4 separate regions of the Mus musculus genome follow, and regions 2, 3 and 4 are each linked to region 1. A link is a contact called in public promoter capture Hi-C data. All regions are on one chromosome and are shown on one strand. Each heading gives the region's core, a stretch centred on a gene start, on an enhancer-like site or on the middle of the called end of the contact. The rest is flanking DNA. Distances are from core to core; before and after follow the strand shown. Region 1 holds the start of Prmt3 (protein arginine N-methyltransferase 3). Region 2 holds the start of Tmem86a (transmembrane protein 86A). Region 3 holds the start of Svip (small VCP/p97-interacting protein). Region 4 holds the start of Hps5 (HPS5, biogenesis of lysosomal organelles complex 2 subunit 2).

Region 1 (2,700 bases), core at 92-2,591:
AGGGGTAGGGCCATGGGAGTGGATGGATCTGAGAGGAATTAAGAGGAGGAGTGGGAGGCATATGATCAAGAGACACTGTGTGATATTCTCAAAAATATTTTAAAAAATTATGATGTGAGCAAAATCCTGTTGGGGGAGGGTGTTAGCACCCCCCCCCCTGTTACCTGGCTAGGTATGCCTGAGTCACTACAAAAGGGGCTGCTTGTCCCCTCTGAGTCCTCTTGCCTTCTGGCTCCTGCCCCCCTCTCTCCCCATTCCCTCCCCCCTCTCTCTCCACGTGCTCATGGCTGGCCTCTACTCCTCTAATCCGCTACTCTCTCTCTCTCTCTCTCTCTCTGCCTTTTTCTGTCTCTATTACCTTCTTAACTCCCCTCCCCATGCCCTGAATAAACTCTATTCTATACTATTACTATACCATGCCCTCAGGGGGAAGAGGTGCCTCAGCATGGGCCCGCAGAGGCACCACTCCCCCCCCCCCCCCACCTGACTACACCTCCACCAAAACATATCCCTTCTCCCTTTATCTTTTTATAAAACACAACAGAGGGGAAGAGGAACTGCCCACCAAAGAGCTTCAGTGATCAGCAGTACACTGGCTCGAGGGTGTGCATGGTGGGAAGTTGAACTGAGCTGTCTGACACTATACTATGCAGGCCTAGCTGGCCATGTCCTCAAACATGCCCCATGCAGAGTCCAGCCTCATCTGCAGCCTGGAGGCTTTACCTACCCAGAATTACTGCTTCCCACCTGCCTAAGGGAACTCCACTGTTAGATACTAGGAATATTAGAAAGGAGGCAGCCTGAGACTCGGGAACCCTGGTATCCTCCCTAACCCCACAGGCAGGGCAGAGAGCATTTGTTGGCACATATCACACAGTCCACCTGTTTCCATTGTATAGGCTCAAGTTAATGCCTAAACTTTTCACACACGTGTAAGTCTTACCATAACCATCAGGTTACTGCAGTCATGAGAGTGCTTTACCAGTCAGGAAACTGAGGCCAAGAGAAGGCAGGTTACCTGCTCATGCTTAGAATTCAAGCATTCAGAAATAGAGTTCAAACTTAGGGTGTTTGTAAAGCCCATGGTTCTCACTTTATCACTTTAACCCCTAGTAGGGGTGTGGGGCTTGAGTGCACACCCACATACATCAGCATACAGGTTAATTTAAGGGGCTTTCTTGTCTTCCCCAGAGCCTCCGAGCCTGGCCTGCATTGGCCATCTCTGCCGCCAGAGGGCGCTGCGATAAGTCGGTGCTCAACCTTGTAAGCGCCGGCGCCTCGGTTGCGCAAGCGTCCAAGCCGGAGAGCGGTGCCCCGCCCCCTACGCCCACGTGACCCGGAAGCGCTCTCCGGACGGTTCACGCTCCGCGTGTGGATCGCTTTGGGGGCTCCCGCGCACCCGCGCCGCTCGTTCCCGGCTCCGGTGCCGCGCTGTGCGGCCGCGCGCTTGGTCGGCGGCCATGTGTTCGCTAGCGGCGGGGAACGGTGGGTGCCCCCTCGCGTAGGGCGGCGGGGCGCGGGTGGGCGGGCGCGGGTCTCGGTGCTGACCGTGTGTGCTCTGCAGGCCGTGGCGCCGAGCTGGGGCCGGAGCCCCTGGAACTGTCGGACAGCGGAGACGACGCGGGCTGGGAGGACGAGGACGCGGACACTGAGCCCGCGCACGGCCGGCAGCACACACCCTGCCTGTTCTGTGACAGGTTCGTGCCGGTGTGGAAGGCGCGCCGCAGCGCCAGCGAGCACGTGGCGGGCCCGAGGCTCCGGCCCGCGCGGGACGGTTGATTGACAAGGGGCTGCTCACGTGGTCCGGGGGGGGCGGAGCCGGGGACCGCGCTCTGGGTTTGCCTCTGCAGCCCAGTCAACCCCACCCCTCACTCTAATTCCCCCCCCCCACCCCCCATACTAAGTCAGGCCTGGCATACCATCACTCTGGAGGCTGAGGCAGGAGAATGGTCAGGAATCCCAGGCCAGCCTTGAGTCACCAAGCTAGACCCTCTCGAAAACACACCCAGAAAAAATCTGAACTTCACACCTTAGTCCTAAATTAGGGATTCCATGAAGGCTGGGTGTTTTTCATTCTGTTCCTTGGATACCAGACTTTGAAAGCGCATAGACTGGAAGCGCGCTTCCATTTCTACCATCCTATAATAGGACGTTCTCTTCTCATGTAACATTCAACTGAGCCATTTAGACAGAACTAGCTCACTTCCATGATTGAGGGAGGAACTGATGCTCTTTGTACTTAGGGGAAAATGAGGCTGCAGAGCCACCAACTTGTTCAAGGTCACGAAGCTGCTGTTTATATTCCTAGGACACACCTTCTTTTCACTTAAAATCCTGCATCTTAGATGGAAGTGACTTGGCTGAAAAAGGGGTGATTGATGTTGACTAGCGCTGCTGGGTCCCGCCCCCTGTGTCGGTTCCTGGTGCTGACTGGTGGCATATTAGTGGTCCTAGGTGGCGCCTCATTGGAGAGGAGAATGACTGCACACTCGTATTTATTGTATTTATTGAGCATCTGTGGTGCAGTGCCCTGTGATAGGCTGCGAGGATGATCCAGATGACCTGTCTTGGCAGACATTGAGAGTTGCCTGTGTGCTAGGCATACAGAAGTGAAGTGCGGAGTCTCTGCTGTATATTCGTTCGTGTCCTTCAGTGTTGGAGGTTACATACAAAAGAAGTGTTATTCTTCACGCTGTAGTG
Region 2 (2,700 bases), core at 54-2,553, 2.7 Mb before region 1:
GTTGTCAATACTGTCACTAGGAAAAGGGCTGTCCCTCTCTGAGGGGATGTCAGGTCGGTAGTTTAGGGACCAGGATGGCTGGGGAAGGCCTGGAGGGGGAAATGAAGAGAATGACCTCAGGAAGAGCTCACTGGAGAGTTCAGTATGTGTCTCTCCCTGGCCAGCACGAGGTTGGGGTCTAGTATACAGCCCTGTATCCCCATCTCAGGAGTGGCCAGCGTTCTTTGCCTTTCCAACCGCTGAAAGCTTTGTGTATATTACAGACCACATTCCTACCCTTTTGGATGTATTTGGAAACCTGCATCCCCATGTAGCCTGCTAGATAGACTTGTACTTCCCGAAACCAGGTACCTTTCCCCTTCTTCATCCTACACAACGTGTCTGGATTGAGCAGAGCCTTAGAGGTCACCCATGCATTTTACAGTTGAGGAAATCTAGGCTACAGAGGCAAAGGCTATGGAAGTGGCAAACACAGCCGCATTGCAGTCCATTTGACTCCTTGCCAATCCACCAAATTCTGAACACATACTTCTAAACATGCTTCAAACCACTAGTATTATAACCATTTTATTGTTTTTCTGGCAGCCAGTTTACACGCCTTTGGGTCTTTTGGTCACCGTTGCTGCAGCTGTGAGGGGTGTATGTTCAAGGCAACCTAGTGCCTGTAATTTGTTTACTCATTGCTGTTATGGGGTCCACATACAGGCTGCTGCTTGCTTTCATCGTGTCTTTCATGGTACGGTGAAGGATGATGGTCAACCCACAGCTCCCTTTCTGTAGCTTTATTTGTTTAGTGTACAAGTGTCCACGCGTGCTTAATGCTACTACGAGTCTATATAGTATATTGTGTGCCTGGATACATATCTCTTACCATGCTGAACGTTGAGTGTCTGTTGATCCTCTGTGTCCATTGGGACACATTGGGACATTGTCAAAGACATGTCTTAAAGGAATTGCATCCGCCTAGATGGTATGTTTAAAGGTTGACGAGAATCTGCCTTTGCTTTTTGTTCCGGTGTTAAGAGAAGATGCATCTCGCTGTGCTCCGGGTCAGTGGTGTGCCTGTCTCTTAGCCAGGCTGGCTATCCAACCTTGGGGGTCGCCGTCACGTTCCGGGATGCCCTGGCACGCCTCCCTAAGAGGCGTGGCCTGAAGGCCACGCCCACGCCCGGGGGTGGGAGGATCTCCTTTTCAACGCAGAAACAGAGGGAGCCCGGCCGGCGCCGCCAGCAGGGCTCCGCCCATACGAGGCTTCGGCCCGTTCATTGGCTGGGTCTGTGGTGACGTCGTCGGGTTCACAGACAGTACTCTGAGCGCCCAGCGCGCGGGAGGTATTGTGCTTCACCCCAGCTTTGTTCGGTCGTCTGCTCACCTGGCTCTGGGTGCGTCCTGGTGGTGCAACCCGGAGCGGGTGCCAGCAGCCGCAGCCGCAGCCGCCGCCGCCATGGTGTCTCCGGTCACTGTGGTGAGTGCGCGAGCGCGCGAGCCCGCGGCCAAGCCCCCCGGGCCTGGGACGAGGCAGCGGCAAGCCGGGCCGCCGAGGGGGGCGGAGGAAGGTGCTGTCCCCTCCGGGGAAGCGGCTGCTGTCACGGTTTTTAGCTCCTCACTCTTGTAGCGTCCCTCCTACGCGCGCCCCTCGTCTGCCCGCGGGAGGGAGGAAAACATTGTGCACGTGACTCGGAAGCGTGACTGTTGATCCATGAGTGTCTGGAGCGGGTCTGCAGGTCTTGGCCTGGAACTGGATGCTGCAGGCCCTAGGGTTCTGTGTGGTGGACCCTCAGGGAAGCATTCGAGAGGGTGCAGGGGGGTGCCGACTTCCTGGGAATGCCCCAAGTTTCTCTTAATATTGTAGGTGCAGGAGGTGACGCCTCTGTCTTAGTAACGCTGTTCAGGCGATAGGTGAAGGTGGACCTCTCTCTGTTGACCTGACCTCCTTTCCAGACTTTCTCAACTCCAGCCTTTGAGTTGTCTCTTCACACTTCTAAGGCTGGCTTCTCTGACTGTCATGATTTCACCACTTACTGCCAGTTTCTTCTAGGAAATATGGGTCTGGGGAGTAGGGGGAGGGGGAGCAAAGGTGATGTTTCTGAAGGCTGACAGGTGGAGCTGGGCATGCAAAGGTGATGTTTCTGAAGGCTGACAGGTGGAGCTGGGCATCCCTCCCCCCCCCCCCCCCCCCCGTTTCCTCCCTTTGGCCTTGCCCTCACTCTGACTATCCCTGATAAGGGAGTTTCCATGGGAAGGGAGTGTCAACTCTGCTCCCATCTCTAACCTCTGGAAAAACAAGAGCAGGCTTGTACTCTGGACCCACTATATGTCTCTTCTCTACCCTTTCCTAGTTGCATCAGGTACCTGGTTGCCAGGGGATCTAAGTGTCTTGTCCCTTCAGAGTCCTGTGTGGAGTGGCTTGCTCACACACAGTCAGAGCACTTTTGTTGGAGTATGGGTCTATAGGGAACCTCAACTGCTCCAATTCATGCTCAGAAACCCTGAACTTGCAGGCCAGGGGAAGGAGCTTCGGGAGACCACAGAACATCTGCAGAATCTCCTCCCCCTGCTCAGACTCTGCCTGCAGTGGCCTTGAGTAAAACCTTTCTTTAGCTGCCCTCCCCCTAATCCAGCTGAGACCCAGTCAGCTGGCCAACTTCCCCCTCTCAGTTCCCCATCTCCTCCCAGCCTGTCTGCTGGCTCCAGATCAGA
Region 3 (2,700 bases), core at 111-2,610, 2.2 Mb after region 1:
TGTAAAGTCTTTAAATACACTGAGACAATGAATAGCATTCTCTTGGGATGTAGTTTTAGCCATTCCTTCTCCGCCAAGTGCACACATTCGTCCATCACAATGATTGCTGCCAATTTTTCTAAGAACACAGCAACGAAATGCAGACATCCATGCATACAAAGCTTGAGTTTTGATTAGTGTGTGGAAACAAATGTAAGCAAATACACAAACATGCATCTGATGGGAGTAATTACCCAGGAAGAGATATAATAACCATGGTAGATAAGGAATAGGAGGGAGGTTTCTAGAGCATGTTTATTTAGGTGGTCAGAGAAATTGTAGGTGTTAAGTGAAATACACCGGTGGGCCCTATGGCTAAGGGCAGAGAATGGGAGGAGAGATGCCTTAACAAATGCTAGCAGAATAATATTTTTTCTCATGAGCTAAACAAAATTAATAGCATTTTAAAACAATAGCAGTCATAAAGGCAAGTTGAACTTCCTCACATCTACTAAACAGTCACTTTAGTGTCTATAACCTAGTGGCTAAGATATTATTAATATACTTCCCTAAATCTCTCATTTCTTCAACTAATCTTTGGCTACCCTGAGAACCGATGTTGAGACCAAGTTAGATTGTCATATTATCAAGTACGGGTAAAGGATATTAAAGTAAGTATACTCTTACTGCATAAGGCCTGCTTGGATTCGAATATCAAAAAAAATAAAATGCCTGTCTTCACATAAAATTATCCCAAACACAGCACTACTAGGAATCTACACGTAAACGTATTGCTTGTTTATGTGGGATTTAAACCTGGGCTTCAAACCGGCTGTTAAAACTGAGCAAAGGGAAGGCGCGGGTTAATTATCCTCTAAATGGCGAGAGGAGCGGCGCGTCCCGGACCTTCTAGGTACAGCTGGTACAGACAAGAGAAGAGACACATGTCTGGAGCAGCCACTGAAAACAGCAGCTCCAACCTATGCCATCCGAGGAGGGTCCTTAGGGGAGGGTCAGGAGGCCCAGCAGGTGCACCTTCCCTCCGACTGCACTGCAACGGCCGCCGCGTGCAAGACTTGCACGGGGAGGCCGTCTACTCACCGGGCTCGGGGATGGTGGTGCGGACTCCGCGGGACAAGGGAAGCACAGCCCCATGGGGACGCAGGCACCCAGGGCCGGGAACCCGAATCCTCGCTGGGGGCTGCAGCAGGCCCCGCCCAGGAGCAAACCCCGCCCCCACCTGACCTGCTGCAAAGCTCCGCCCCGCGCCAGGACCTGCCCCGCAGTAAGACCCACCCCATCTGAGGCGCAAGCGCCCCTCCCCCTCCTCCTCGCCCCCCCTCCCCCGCGAACACCACCACAAGCTCCGCCCAATTTCAAGCCCCACCCCTGTCCTGCCCTTGGCAGACCCCACCCTACCCGCCCTAGCAACAAGCCTTGTCCCTCCAGGCCTGCGGCAAGCCCCGCCCCCAGGGCGAACCTGCTTCGCCCGACCCGGCGGCAATCCTCTTTCATCCGGTCCAACATCAAGTCCCGCCTCCTCCACAAATCCCACCCAATAGGGTTTAACAGCAACCCAACCAAGGGGTTTCTCTCTTGAACCTTGAAGCCTCCCTATGGCAACGCCCCACCCATCTGCGGCAAGCCCCGCCCCTTCAGTAGTGCTACACCTGATCCACCCTTTAGCTGTCAGCCAGCTCCTCCAAATGAAACGCCCCACTCCCACCCCGTTTTCACACACAACCCCACCCTCCCACTCCCATCAAGACTCAAAATTCCACTCTCATTGCCCCGCTGATTAAGCACTTTCTGCGGCTGTGCGGAGCCCTGGCCATTCTAGGAGCTCTGCGCAAGCGTACTGGGCATGGGTAGGCACCTGTTGAATCCGCGCTAGGGAAAGAAGGAATTCTGGCCCTTGACACTCAGAAACCAGCATTTCAAGGGTGCTGTCTGCTACCTTGTTGGTATTTTAGTGAGGTCAGTACTGTGTCTCTGAGATGGCAGGATGGGAAAACTGCCACATAATCCCGTCTCAGAGGTAGCTCCTTGCTATCCACGTTTTCCGCTTAGGGACAACGAAAAAGTGCACCCAGAAAAACTTGAGTGAAGTGCGGCTCAGATTTTAATGACAGTAAGACTATTGTTTTCTCTTTCCTTCCTCTTCCTTCTTTCTCTCCGGTTCTATATCTCTTGTCACTTCGTGGATGGCCACTCACTCATACTACATTCAAGTGGACAAATCCTTCCATTTCCTTTTGATAAGCACACAGAAACTATTATTTGAAGTTGCTGTGCTTCAAAATAGTACATATGTATTTCATATTTCTATATTTCTATTTCTTATAAACGTGTGAAAATTTACCCCCAATTATCCACTCGGAATTTTGAGTTTTTTTCATTTTCAAGAAATTTCACATTTGTTAGTGTCATGTTTTGATAATTACAAAACACAATTAACAGAAAGTCATCTTAGGTGTAAGATTACTGATTTCTTTTTTCCTTTAGCTTGACCAAACTCCGATTTCTTTCTGATTGCCTCCCTATTCTTAAAGTTTTTACATTAGAAATCTTTCAATTTTAAATATTCCTCTGCCTTTTAAGATGTTCTTCTCCTGGCCTCTTAGCACTTTTATAACCCAGAACCTTATCAAGGACCAGTGTGTCCTTATCTTTGAAATAAAACACTCAGAAATAGACTTCTCGAGTTCCCCATTTCTGTAG
Region 4 (2,700 bases), core at 34-2,533, 3.0 Mb before region 1:
AGAAAAAACTTTAAAATGCTAGCTTCTTAGAAGATGGCAAATCAGTGAACATCTACCATCTTTTTAAAAGGTTGGCTTTCCCAAGGGTCACAATGCTAAAAATAATAATAATAATAATAATGATAAAGGCAAACGTGGAGGAGGAAGAGGAGGGCCCAAGAAATGGTTTATTGCTATGCTTGGTGATCCCAGGGGCCCAAGAACTCACAGAAAGATAGGAGAGAACCAATTACAAAAAGCTGAGGTGTCAACCGGGCAGTGGTGGAGCACACCTTTAATTCCAGCACTTGGGAGGCAGAGACAGGCAGATTTCTGAGTTCCAGGCCAGTCAAGTATATAGAGTGAGTCCCAGGACAGCCGGGGCTACACAGAGAAACCCTGTCTCGAGAAAACAAAACAAAACAAAACAAAAAAACAGAAACAAAACAAACAAACAAAAAAAACAGAAACAAAACAAACAAACAAAAAAACTGCGGTGCCATGCCACCTTCTCCCCCAATAATAAATGAAAGTAGAATTTATGTGAGATCGAAACATCTTTCTCACTTCCCAAGATTATTTTTATAATTCAAGAGTGGTAGACAGTGATTGCTGCTCACAAAGCCAAAGCAAACCATGGTGTATCTAATCCCACAAGGTGCGTGGAAGGAAAGGCTCGAAAGACGCAAAGTAACAACGATTGAAGAAATTATGCAAAGGGGAGTTAATAGACTTTATTTCCACAATAGGAACTTCCTTATCCAATAATGATCAGGAAACTCTACCTCAGAAAACTTAACGACTCGCTCATGCTTGCATGCATTCATTCATTCAACGTTCTAAGTGCCTACCGTGTTCTAGGCCCTGGAGGCGCTGCTGGAGATGAAGGATGCGCAGCAGACCAAGTCCCTGACCACAAGGAGCTCCCGTCAATCACAGCTAACTTTTATGACTTTAAACCGCAGCTGTCACTCTGGAGAAGTCCAGGAAGCAGGTTTTCCAAGCCAGGTTCACAGAACCTCAGGCTGACTAGCGGGCCGAGTTCCGCCCCCCCCAGAGACCAGCGATCGCTTTCACCGAGCAGGCTCCACAGACACTCAACACCCCTTGACAGCGGAACCTGAACCTCACACACCCTGTCACCCCGCCCCCTCCCTGGCAACGTCATCCAGGGGCGCCAGGGACCGGAGGAAAGCGCTGTTAACGGCACTTCCTCGTCACGTGACGATCACGCCCCTCCCCGCGCGTGCTCCCTCCCCCTCCAGCCGCGGGTCGCGATTCCGCTCCCTGCGGCCTGCAGTCTGGGAGCCGCCTCGGGCCGACGACGCACCACGGAGCCGGACCGGATGCTCTCTAGGGAGAAAGGCGAGCCAAGCCGAATCCCCGAAACTCTCCGCCGCTCGAGACCGGAGGAGGAGAAGCGAAACAGGCGGGAATCGGTGGGGGAGGGCGGGAGCTAGCGGAAGGTGTCATGGCGGCCGCGGTGGTGGTCACGTGCTCCGGAGGCCCGCCCCGGCGTTTCCGGTCACGTGCCCTCAGCGCCCTCGCAGCCAGCGATGGAGGCGAGACCCCCCGGCAACAGAGGCGGTGGCGACGGCTGCGGCCGCAGGGGTTCAGCCTCCTCCGTGCAGCGGCTGTGAGAAGCGCGGCGGAGGCAGATCCGACGGGACGCGCTTCCCGCGCCCCAGACCAGAGACCGTAGCTCCCACCTGGTAAGTTGAGACCGAAGAATGGGGTTGGGCGGGCGTGGAGGGTCTGACAGGCCCCGGGGGCGCGGGGCCAGGCGGATCGAGCCCTTCGCTGTAGTCGTCTCCACGACACTACAGGCTGGCTGTGTGGTTTGCCTTTCTTCTCCCGGAATGGGAAGGAGGTGCCCTGACCCTTAATCTACTGCCCGAAGGCATTAGGTTCTTCCGCTGGGAGGGACTGGAAGGATCAGACTCACCTGAGAACGAAGGAAGTGAGGCTTCTCCGAGACACCGAGGCCCTTCCCGTTAGGGAGCCTGCCCGGGAGAGGCTTTCTTTTCCTGTTAAAGAAGTCCTCTAACCTTGGTGTCCTCGTGCCTTCTTGCTTCCACCTGTCATCCTGCTCTTCAAACTGTTATTAAAACTTGAGCCACGCACCCAGTTCTAGCTATGACCAGTTTGACAGTCATGTAGTGTAAAGTGAACCATCAATACATGGAAGTATGTGATTATTTTTATAAATTCTCCAGTGTTCTTAGAAACTAAATTCATGTGAAGTTGACCTCACATGTCTATTTTACCATCTGCAAAACAAGGGTGGGGAAAAGATGTTAAAACGTATGCCCAGGGCTACAGTGAAATGGCTCAACTGGTAAAGGTGCTTGCTGCCAAACCTGAGTTCCATCTCTGGGACCCACGTGGTGGAGGGAGAACCGATCTCCGGAAGTTGTGTCCTCAACGTATACACAGTTTAATTTGGGATTTTTGTTTGCTTGTTTTTGTTCTTCGTTGTTGGCTTTTGTTTGGTTGGTTTGGCTTTCTGTCTTTTGATGTTGTCCATTTAAAGACACCAGTTTAAAATATGGTAAAACAGGTTTCTGAGTTAGGAATGCAGCTTAAAGCTAAGAGTTCTTGCTAGGCACCTGTAAGATCCTGGGTTTCATTTCCAGAACTGGCAAAAAAAAAAAACAGGACTGTAGGTAGAGCCCAATGTAAATTGCTTGGTAAGCATGCAGGCCTGGGTACAGAAAACTG

The links. Promoter capture Hi-C pulls out the DNA fragments that hold promoters and counts their contacts.
Region 2: a contact with region 1 is called in a promoter capture Hi-C map of liver, with 2.8 times the contacts expected there. The contact joins the promoter of Tmem86a here to the promoter of Prmt3 in region 1. A contact is called at or near these places in 2 of 39 promoter capture datasets (liver and pre-B cells) and 1 of 9 other capture datasets (liver).
Region 3: a promoter capture Hi-C map of hippocampal neurons shows a contact between it and region 1, with 4 times the contacts expected there. The contact joins the promoter of Svip here to the promoter of Prmt3 in region 1. A contact is called at or near these places in 5 of 39 promoter capture datasets (cranial neural crest, hippocampal neurons, liver and 2 more), 1 of 484 Hi-C or Micro-C datasets (muscle stem cells) and 1 of 115 datasets of contacts at active chromatin or transcription factors (astrocytes).
Region 4: a promoter capture Hi-C map of liver shows a contact between it and region 1, with 3 times the contacts expected there. The contact joins the promoter of Hps5 here to the promoter of Prmt3 in region 1. A contact is called at or near these places in 2 of 39 promoter capture datasets (embryonic stem cells and liver) and 1 of 115 datasets of contacts at active chromatin or transcription factors (embryonic stem cells).

What each region holds. Positions count from the first base shown.
Region 1 is chr7:49,777,017-49,779,716 of GRCm38.p6, forward strand. It overlaps Prmt3 (protein arginine N-methyltransferase 3), which reads left to right and starts at 1,342. Exons shown (of 16, transcript NM_133740.2): 1 at 1,342-1,485; 2 at 1,565-1,697. The coding sequence starts at 1,461.
Region 2 is chr7:47,049,337-47,052,036 of GRCm38.p6, forward strand. Tmem86a (transmembrane protein 86A) reads left to right here and starts at 1,304. Exons shown (of 3, transcript NM_026436.3): 1 at 1,304-1,465. The coding sequence starts at 1,445.
Region 3 is chr7:52,004,658-52,007,357 of GRCm38.p6, forward strand. Svip (small VCP/p97-interacting protein) reads right to left here and starts at 1,361. Exons shown (of 4, transcript NM_001160345.1): 1 at 1,081-1,361. The coding sequence starts at 1,134.
Region 4 is chr7:46,794,598-46,797,297 of GRCm38.p6, forward strand. Hps5 (HPS5, biogenesis of lysosomal organelles complex 2 subunit 2) reads right to left here and starts at 1,284. Exons shown (of 23, transcript NM_001005247.2): 1 at 831-1,284. Gtf2h1 (general transcription factor II H, polypeptide 1) reads left to right here and starts at 1,497. Exons shown (of 15, transcript NM_008186.4): 1 at 1,497-1,691.